Linked DNA regions of Sus scrofa: region 1 is linked to region 2. A link is a contact called in public Hi-C data. All regions are on one chromosome and are shown on one strand. Each heading gives the region's core, a stretch centred on a gene start, on an enhancer-like site or on the middle of the called end of the contact. The rest is flanking DNA. Distances are from core to core; before and after follow the strand shown.

Region 1 (5,180 bases), core at 424-2,923, 66 kb after region 2:
AAAAGATGCAATTATGCTGAGTTCCTGTGTTATAAGGCAGGGGTGTACAGCGCATTTAGAATAATTTGGGGAGTCCTGTCGTGGCTCCATGGAAACAAATCAGACGATGTGGGTTTGATCCCTGGCCTCACTCAGTGGGTTAAGGATCTGGTGTTGCCATGACCTGTGGTGTAGGTTGCAGATGCAGCTGGGATCTGGCCTTGCTGTGGCTGTGGTGTATTCTGGCAACTGTAGCTCGGGTTTGATCCCTAGCCTGGCAACCTCCATATGTGATGGGTGCGCCCCTAAAAAAATAAAATAGTTTGGTCAAAACTAGTTAGAATAAAAACTTTTTTGGCATTTAAAGAAGTAAGGTTAGGACACTGGGGAGATTCATTCCCGAGGAACGTGCTCGCAGATTGGCCATTTACTTCCTCCGTCAGGCTGCAGAGAGGGCCAGCCTGGCATGGAAGGGAGCAGGCCTCCAGCAGGAGCTGGGCCCCGGGGGGGCCTCTGCCAGGGTCGCTCCTCTGAGGGCACAGGGTCTGGTATGTAACAGAAATTGAGAAATATCTGAATATATGAAAACTCCCTTTTATCCACTCTTATGTGTGCTCTGCAAGAAGCAGGATGATTCAGGATGACAGAACAAACATCTCTGGTTGGGGGGGGCGGTGGCCATGCCCACAGCATATGAAATTTCCTGAGCCAGGGATCCAACCCACACCACAGCAGTGACGCAAGCCGCAGTGACAACTCGGGATCCTTAACACACTGCACCACCAGCCGCAAGAGGACCTCACAAACATCTCTGTCGAGGTCAGAGAGAGAAAGGGATGTGAGAGGGTGATTCTAGAAGAACATTCAGGCCTGGAGTAGCTAAGGAAAATCAACTTTTGGGGATTGGCTCTTCCCAGGGACTGTTTATATGTTCTTTGTGTCTAGAAGCCCAATCTTGGGGCTACTCCAAGCTCAGACCAAACTCACTAGAGACCAGAATGCAATTAATTAATTTTTAGAATGCCTAGGGGACCGGGTATCAGAATTAGCTAATCAACCCTTCTCTTCCTCCAAAACAATGCAATTGGGAGCCAGATCCATTAACTGAGTTCCTAGGGGGCCAGTATGAGCCCTTATTACTCTCACTCCAACCCCTAGCATGGTGAATAATCACTCCAAAAGTTACTTCTTCATGGAAAGTAAGCTCCAGAAGGGCAGGCCTCTTTGCCTTTCTTGTTCAGCGGGGTATCAGGCTCCTAAAAAGAATGCCCGGCACAGAGCATGTGCTCGATGACCATTCGTTGAAAGCATGAAGAGTTCCTTCATCAAATGAGGATAAGGAGGACTTGGTTGTCCTCTTGTGCGGCCCGATCCAGCCGTCATCTCTGCTAAGAATACAGAGCTGCCAAGCAGATGTGCTCCACTGGCATTTTTGGCTGGATGACCCTGAAGACATCGAGCACACTCAGCTCCCTGACCTCGCTTTACTCTGCAGATCTGCCCTTGGGCTGTCACATTTTTTTCCCCTTCAGACAAGGTACAAGCCAGCTCTAACTTTCTTGATCACACCTACCTCCTGATGCCTGCATCTTGACCCCTGGTCACCTCACTTGAACGTGGGGGAGACTTGCTAGAGTCTTGGGGGAGGTACTCTTGAGCACATGGTGATTCACCCTCGTTTCCTCCACAAAGGGCAGCTGAGTTTCCAAGTTCAAGGCTCCCAGGAGTTTAGTCACTGTCTGTAACAAGGAGTCATGGAACATGCAGGCAGCCAGGAAGTAAAAAAAAACCCATGCTCTGCCTCCAAACACGAGATCCCCTTGAGCAAACAGCTACACTGTTCATTGTCAAGTCTAACATTTTCATAACGTCTTATGGGTTAACAACACTCTTACATGTGATATTGCTCTTTCTTATTATTACAGTATCGCTGATATATATGTATAACTGGATCACTTTGCTGTATAACTGAAACTAATACAGCATTGTAAATCAAGTATACCTCAGTAAAAACTTTTTTTTTTTTTTTTTTTTTTTTTGTCTTTTTGTCTGTTGTTGTTGTTGTTGTTGCTATTTCTTGGGCCGCTCCCACGGCATATGGGGGTTCCCAGGCTAGGGGTTGAATCGGAGCTGTAGCCACCGGCCTACGCCAGAGCCACAGCAACGCGGGATCCGAGCCGCATCTGCAACCTACACCACAGATCACGGCAACGCCGGATTGTTAACCCACTGAGCAAGGGCAGGGACCGAACCCGCAACCTCATGGTTCCTAGTCGGATTCGTTAACCACTGTGCCACGACGGGAACTCCATTAAAAACTTTTTTAAGGAAAAAATATTCTTGACTTACAATATTAGTTTCAAGTGTACAAGATACTAATTCTGTATTTTTATAGAAATATGCCATAGCAAGGTCTTATAAAATATTGACTATATTCCCTGTGCTGTACTTTATGTCTTTGTAACTTATTTATTTGGTGCTTAGTAGTTTGTGCTTCTTAATCTCTTTCATCTGTTTTGTCCCTCCTCCCACCCCTTCCCCTCTGGTCACCGCTTGTTTTGTTCTCTGGTATCTCTGGATCTTGATGCTCATGATAACCACTTGTCAGAAACACAGTAAGGATGAGAGAGCCGTTTCACAGAAGAGGACACGGTGCACTGAATTTCAGTGCCTGGACTCAGCTGACGCTGCTCGGTGAAGAACGGAGCAGGAATTCGAGCTGACTTTGTAGGACCCCGTCTAGAAATCTTCTGTTATATCCTCTCCCTCTATCCTCTCCCGTTAGGGTCAACTTCAAGCGGAGGGTAGTGACTGAACCCACTGGTGTGTCCAGGTCCTCAAGGGTAAGCCGATCAGCAGTAAGATAGGAACAAAAGCACCAAGTAGCCACAGTGCTAAAACCTCTACTCTGTCCCTAACCCCACCAGCACTGCTTCCCAAAATCGTTCTGAAAACCCCACTAAAGTCAAGGAATTTTAAAAGTATAAATCCACAAAGATCAGGAGGACACTAGAGGAAACAATGATGGGCAAGAAGTGTCAACAGTCTTATTTTATTTTTTTATCTTTTTGCCTTTTCTAGGGTTGCTCCCGCGGCACGTGGAGGTTCCCAGGCTAGGGGTCCAATCGGAGCTGTAGCCACCAGCCTATACCACAGCCACAGCAATGGGGATCCTTAACCCACTGAGCAAGGTGGGGGACCGAACCCGCAACCTCATGGTTCCTAGTCGGATTCGTTAACCACTGAGCCACGATGGGAACTCTAACACAGTTTTAGAAGATGCTAAAAGATTTTGGACATTCAGGGGTTGTTATTTGTGTAGAACTTAGATTATGATGGCACAGAAAGTAGAACAATAAGACAAAGAGATTGATACTTGGGAAGGGGTAAGAAAATTAGGGGATTGATATCCGGTGGTACAGTATCGGACTAGTAGGAGATGAGAGGAAGGGAGACTTGAGAGAATAGAGGGAAGAAAATTTCAAGGAGTGAATACGAGAACATGTAACCAGGCTGAAGGGAATCAGTCTCTGGGTTGAAAGGAGCCCACTAACTATCCAAAACAATAAGTGAAAAAGACCCCCACGGCACAGCATCTCGAAACTGCAGGATTCCTGGTGTAAAGAGAACATGCTAAATGCTTCCAATCAGATGGAAAGGACCAAGAAGCAAAATGACTGGGTTTCACAACACCCCTGGAAGCTAGACGATCTTGGAGAGATGTTTCAAAATTCTAGGACACCAGGCTATAAGTGAATATGTAGATTTGAGACATTTTCAGATGCCCAAAATCTGGAAAGGTTGTATGTCTCGTGTCTGCTTTCTCAAAAAGCTGCCAGTCAAAAGAGCAAATGTGAGAAGAAAGGGGAAAGATGAGTCCAGGAAGGAAGGGCAAGGCAGTGGATCCAGAACTAGGACCCCACTCAGGAGAGCAGTGAGGAGGGAAGCCAGGAGCCTGGCAGGGCAGCCACCTGGATGGGGAGAAACCACCCCATTTTCCGGCAGGACTCCAGAGGAATGAGAGGAACCGATAGATTGCCTGATGGCTGTGATCATGTTTTACAGATCACTTGGCCTCTTTAGAAAGAATTAAAGAGCAGCAGAAAAAGATAACCAAGCAAACATGAAACGTAAGGCAAATATTAACTCTGGACACTCTACATACCGTATAAGAAAGGGAATATAATTGTGAGCTCAGCAGTGGACATTTCCACCGTGCTAATAATGAATATTCCTTTTTTTTTTTTTTCTTTTTTCTTTTTAGGGCCACACCTGCAGCATATGGAAGTTCCCAGGCTAAGGGCCCAAGCGGAGCCATAGCTGCCAGCCTATACCATAGCCACAGCAACAAGGGATCCGAGCTACATCTGCCACCTGCACCACAGCTCACGACAATGCCAGATCCTTAACCCACTGAGGAAGGCCAGGGATTGAACCTGCGTCCTCATGGATGTTAGATTCATTTCCACTGAGCCACAACGGGAACTCCAATAATGGATATTCTAAATACAGATTTAGTAAACAATATATAACTTCATTGGCAGCTGCAGGAGAGAGAACTGAGGTCAGAGGGGGAGGGGATGGGGGGTGTCAGGTAGCTAAACTTTCGCCCACCACAGCAGGACAGTCGTAGCTACCATCTGAAACTGACAAGTTGGGAAATAGCTGTATGTGTCTCTTCCTTAGAAACATCCAGTTAAATACAGAAAAAATAGAAGGGGCTTAGAAGGGTTGAAGATAATTGCCTTCAAGGAGCAGGATAAGGAACCCAGAAAGACTGAAATGTGAAGCGGGGAACCCTCTTATTTGTCTTAATCTTTCAGGGCTATTGGACTTAATGTGTGTATGTGTGTGTGCATGTGTGTGTGTGTGTGTGCATAGCACTCATAAATGTTTAAAATGCTCAGCTTATCAGAGAAGGCTAGGCACATTATAAAGAGGTTTCCTTCCAAAATGGCTGGCATTAAGAAGCACTCGTACAGGATGTAAGATGCGAGCTTCAGCTGTTTGAAAAATGCCGCGTGTGGCCCCCTTTGTCCTCCACGCTGAATCCAGGACTGTCCCCACAGCCCCACGCTCTCACTGCAAGATTTCCCCTCAGACTCCGCCTGTGCAGTGACCTGGGCAAACAGGAGCTATTTGTTCTGCATGTCTGAGCACTGAGTTTGCTCTAGGAAAAAGGTCTGTGCTTTTCCGTGGCA
Region 2 (5,127 bases), core at 1,363-3,862:
CAGGAACTGTTTGGGGGCCCAGGAGAGAGCGGTGAGCAGGCCTTCTCTCAGAGAACAAAAGGGAAGAGGCGTCCAGTCTCTTTCAGGCCCTTTTGCTTCATTGGCTGTTTTCTGCCTTTATCCCAGAAACACTTTTATCTTGGTCAGATATGGACCACACAAGGCTTTGCTGTGTGCTCTGTCTTCAGCAAACCCCTCCCGGCCTCTCCTCTCTCAAGGCTGCTCTGCCTGCCGTTCCCAGGTTGGCTTCCCAGCCTTAAAGATGGTCGCTGACCCTGAGCCTCTGCTTTCCCTCACCGGCACCTGCCATGCTATTAGACAAGAAAACCACCGTTTTAGGGAAGCTGACCTTTCTGGAACCCCTTACACACTCACAGCAGCCTGCTCCCATTGTCTGCTGAAAACAGGAAGCTGGAAATGCTGCCCCAGCTGTAACAGCTGCAGAGGGATGGCAGCGCAGGGTCTGCCTGAGTTGCCTGAGCCAGATGAGGCCCAGGAAAGGTTAGAGGCCCCTGAGGGCTGACCTAAGTGAGGAAGAGCCCAGTCAGGGAAGAGGAAACTGAGGATTAAGTGCCTCATTCATTCATTCATTCCGAATACGTATCCATGAATTCCATCCCTGGCCCCAGAACTTCCACCTTCTGCCCGTACGGCCAAAACAAACAACAAAACCTGCTTTTACCGTGTGTGTGGTGATGGTGACGTTACAGTGGCTTGGAGGGACAGAGCATCTTCTGATCTGGAAATGAGTATGGAATCACAGCTTCCGGTTATGTTTTACTTCCATAACCCTGAAAACACAGAGTTCTCTAGAAAGGATTATATTGATATTCCTAAGCTGGTTATGGTAATCATACTTTTAGAACTAAGTTATCACAGGAATGAGACTGCCTCTATCATCTACATGACCTGCAGCTGGCTAGTAAACCAGGAGATGAAACAGCCACACAAAGAATATGTACTCAGTGCCATCTGGGCCTCAGGGACAGTTCTAGGCCTGAGCTGCTGCAATGAACAGAGCCAATGAATCGGTCCTCAAAAAGTTTGCAATATATTGGGAGAGACAAACCATAAGCAAATAAATACATGCAATAGTGTCTAATATATAATGGGTACATATTATAAGGAGGAATAAAGCAGTGTCTAGGGGCAGAGCTGATGTGGGGGGGGGGCACTGTTTTAGATAACGTCGTCAGAGAAGATCTTTTCGGGGGCGGGGGTAGGGGCCATTTAAAAGTAAAGTAATAAGTGAAATAAGAGAATGGTCCGAGTGAACACCTGATGGAGAGCATCTGGGCGGAGGAAACAGCCACGGCAGAGTCCCTGCCCTGGGAGCGTGCTCACTGGCCTCCAGTGGAGGCAGGAGGCTGGCACTGCTGGAGGAAGTAAGAGAGGAGGGACCAGGTGGGGAGTGGAGGCGGGCGAGCCAGAGCCCCGTCACAAGGGGGCTTGGGAGCCATGGTGAGCTGTTGGGATTCTTTACCCGGCATCACGCTGCCTCTTCCAGGGTGGTCACAAGAGAGACACTGGTTTTGAAGACTCAACAAAGACGATGCTCTGGGCTTGCTGGGCATTTTCTTGCCTTCAGTTTACTTGCAAATCAACCAAAACCAGAGCGAAGGTGATGCACAAGATCAAGGATACAAAGAACAAAGCTTCCCAAGGCCGCCCTCATCCTCTGCAGAGGCATAGCCGAGTTCAGACAGCCCAGGTGGGGAGTGGAATCTGCCATCCAGAGGAGCCGGAATCACTGGGCTGAGGAGGGTCATGTTGCCTTCAGGGGCTCTGCCTCAGGTGTGTTGTCGCATTCTACTGTGGACTGAACCGTGTCACCCCCAAATGTATATGTTGAAGCCCTAACCTCCAATGTGACTGTATTTAGAAGTAGGATCTTTAGGGAGGAAATTAAAATCATAAAGGTGGGGCCCTAATCCGAGACAGCTGGTGTCCTTGTACAACGAGGAAGGACACCCGAGCTGGTTCTCTCTCCTCTTCTTCCCCTTTCCTTCTCCCTCTCTCTGTGCAGACAGAGAAAAGGCCACTTGAGGGCACAGTGAGAAACCCCTGTGAAGTCGACTACAAGTCAGTGAGAAGGTCTCACCAGTGCAGAAGATGAAATGGAGTCACTTACGTCAAGGGGTTTTAAAATGGAGCTGCGGAGTTCCCCTTATGTGTCTCGGTGGTAGCAAACCTGACTGGTATCCGTGGTGGCTCGGGTTCCATCCCTGGCCTTGCTCAATGGGTTAAGGATCCAGCCTTGCCATGGGTTGTGGTATGCGTCACAGGCGCAGCTTGGATCCCACGTTGCTGTGGCTGCGATGTAGGCAGGTAGCTCTGGCTCCGATTGGACCCCTAGCATGGGAACTTCCATGTGCCAAGGGTGCGGCCCTAAAAAGCAAGATAAATAAATAAATTCACTAAATATTTAAAAAAACAAAATAGAGCTGGGAGGACATTACCTCACTCAGTGGAACTGTGAACTTGACCTGGGCCAAGCCGCAAATACTCCAAAAACTCTGCAAGAACACCTGCAACTTGCTCCAGTAATGGGCTTCTGCCTAGTGACAGCCTTAGCAACCAAATCACGGGTAGACAAGGCTAGCTTTCTGCCGCCAACACCAATCAGAATTCTTTGTAAACAACTTATGCAACCATTTCCTTTTGTCTTTGACCCCCTTCCCCGACTTTCCCTACCTCATGGGACACTATTTGGGTCGCTACTAAAATCCGTGTGTGGCCAGAAATACAATTCTTTGATCCCAGATAAACACCTTGACGATCCCTGCCTCCTGAGAATGTAGTTTTGACACCAGGAACCAACCCTGATGGCACCCTGATCTTGGACCTCTAGCCTCCAGAACAGAAAGAAAATAAATGTCTGCGTTTAAGCCACCTCATCTGTGGAATTTTGTTGTGGCAGCCTGAGCTGACTAATACACATTCCAATGAGTAGTGTCTGTTATGCATCACCGGCCCCCTCGAAGGCCTGCCAATGCTCTCCTTCACCGTCAGGTTGCAGAGAAGGGCTCCCTCTGACTTCCAGGAAGAGCAGTTTTGTTGCAGGAGGTTGTGCAAGGGAGGTTTGGAATCCAAGATCCCTTAACTTGCTTACGCCTCTCTTTCTTCACCTGTAAGCTGGAGACTACGGGAGCTTCGGGGGAAGTTCTAAATATAAAACGCAATTGAATCAATAGTGGTTGGCATTGTTCATGCATAACGTGTTGTGCTGGGAAGGATTTAAGGGTAGGTATGTATATATATCCCATATGGGAAATTTTTCTTGATAATAATGTTTATGTACATAATAACTGTGAAAGCATTTTGGGAGTCTGATATTTTTAAGTGAGGAGGGTTTTTTTAATTAAACTATCTTTGATTTACAATGTTGTGCCAATTTCTGCTGTATGGCATAGTGACTCAGTCATAAATATATATACATTCTTTTTTATATTATTTTCGAGGAGGTTTTTTCATGGTATTAACAATCTCGCTACTTGTTTAATGTTCTGATTTTGTCATCATTATAATGATCTAAGTATTGTCTCTTAAGATATTAAAAACTTACAGTGTATTTCTGAATTTAAACGTTTAGAAGTATTGGTTTAGGGTTGCAGTGTACTGGGAAATTTGGGGAATTTTACTTTATTAAACTTTATACATTTTAATTTATTAGTTATATAAGTAGTCTGAGAGTATTTAGAGGTTTGTTGATTATTTAATGTTTAAAGAAATGCTGATTACTTAATAAATGTATATGTAGGATTACTGTATTGTGTATCTCCCCAGGACAGCAAAAAGTTGGGGAGAAGTGGGGGCTGTTGAGAATGCAGAGCTGTGAAAGCCGTAAAAAAGAATGAAATAATGCCACTCGCAGCAACATGGATGGACCTAGACATTATCATACTAAGGGATGTTCGATGTGAAAGACAAACATCGTATGATATCACTTACATGTGAAATCTAAGAAAAAGGATACAGATGAACTTATTTGCAGAGCAGTAACAGACTCACAGACTTTGAAAACAAACTTAGGGTTGCCAAAGGAGACTGGGAGGGGGTGTGGGGCGGAGGGGGAGGGATGGACTCGGGGTTTGGGACTGGCATGTGCACACTGTGGTATCTGCAATGACTGACCGACAGGGACGTGCTGCATAACCCGGGGACCTCTACCCGGTATTCTGTGATCATTTCTATGAAAAAAGATTCTGAAAAAGAATGGATGTGTGTATATGTGTAACTGAATCACTTTGCTGTACAGCAGAAATTATCACAACATTGTAAATCAACAATACTTAGTAAAAATTTTTTTTAAATGGGAGAAAAAAAAAGAATGCAGAGGGGTGGGATGTAGAGAGGCTCTGGAGCAGCTGCCCAGTGTTTGAGAGAGAAAGGTGGGAGGAGATTGCTATAGGCTGAGAAAAGGGGCACCTTGTGAGAAACAGAGAGAGACACTCCTGTTTGATATGGAGAGAGAGACACTCCTTCCTGATAGAAACGCCACGGGTTCCAGAAGCTGTAGCCTTGTCCTTTGACCTGGGGACAAAGACCCAATAGATTTCTCATTTTGCCACGTCTCTCTTTGTCAGTTTAATTTTCAGACCCTGCCAGGAACCCTAAAAAAAAGGGGGAAAGAAATTTCTATCCTTACCTACAGATTCCCCCACTAAAATAAGCAAGATTTTTTGAGTGCCTGTAATGTACCCAGTCGTCTGCAAGCTACTTTTACATAAGTTATCTTGTATAATCTTCACAAGCCTACACGATAGCTTTCAATAATTTCAGTTTTACAGATTAGAAAATCAAAAACTTCTAGAGATTGCCTTCCTTGCCCGAGAACTCCGGAGCCAGCGTTCAGACGCAGGTCTCTGGTCTCCCAGAGTGCAAGCCTACCACCTCCCCACGGCGCTCCACTGCTTGGCCGCAGCCTCAGCCTTGAGACTTGTATGTGACCCACAGCCCTCACTACCCTGGAGCTTTTTCTTTCTTGCAGCCTTGTGGCCAAAACAAAAACAAACCAACACAAAATAAACCCATAACCTCTGGTGTAAAAGGTTACGGATTTCAATCCTCCCCGTAGAACAGATGGTCAGGACTGAAATTCAGCCAGGTCTGGATGACTCTTGATTG

Evidence for each region. Hi-C and Micro-C count contacts between places; a contact is called where the count stands out from the background.
Region 1: a Hi-C map of embryonic fibroblasts shows a contact between it and region 2, with 5 times the contacts expected there. The contact joins two enhancer-like sites. A contact is called at or near these places in 4 of 47 Hi-C or Micro-C datasets (adipose tissue, embryonic fibroblasts and subcutaneous adipose tissue) and 2 of 2 datasets of contacts at active chromatin or transcription factors (alveolar macrophages and skeletal muscle).

The regions. Positions count from the first base shown.
Region 1 is chr11:19,043,523-19,048,702 of Sscrofa11.1, forward strand. It overlaps LOC110255759 (a long non-coding RNA gene), which reads right to left. Exons shown (of 3, transcript XR_002336552.1): 2 at 1,553-1,718. Among named protein-coding and RNA genes, the nearest start is that of CYSLTR2, 35 kb to the left of the region's middle. Within about 2 kb of position 1,674, at least 7 of the 83 cell types and tissues checked have an H3K27ac peak or open chromatin away from gene starts, as enhancers often do. A contact at or near this core is called in embryonic fibroblasts, where this site is marked.
Region 2 is chr11:18,976,514-18,981,640 of Sscrofa11.1, forward strand. No RefSeq gene overlaps it. Among named protein-coding and RNA genes, the nearest start is that of CYSLTR2, 32 kb to the right of the region's middle. Within about 2 kb of position 2,613, at least 11 of the 83 cell types and tissues checked have an H3K27ac peak or open chromatin away from gene starts, as enhancers often do. A contact at or near this core is called in embryonic fibroblasts, where this site is marked.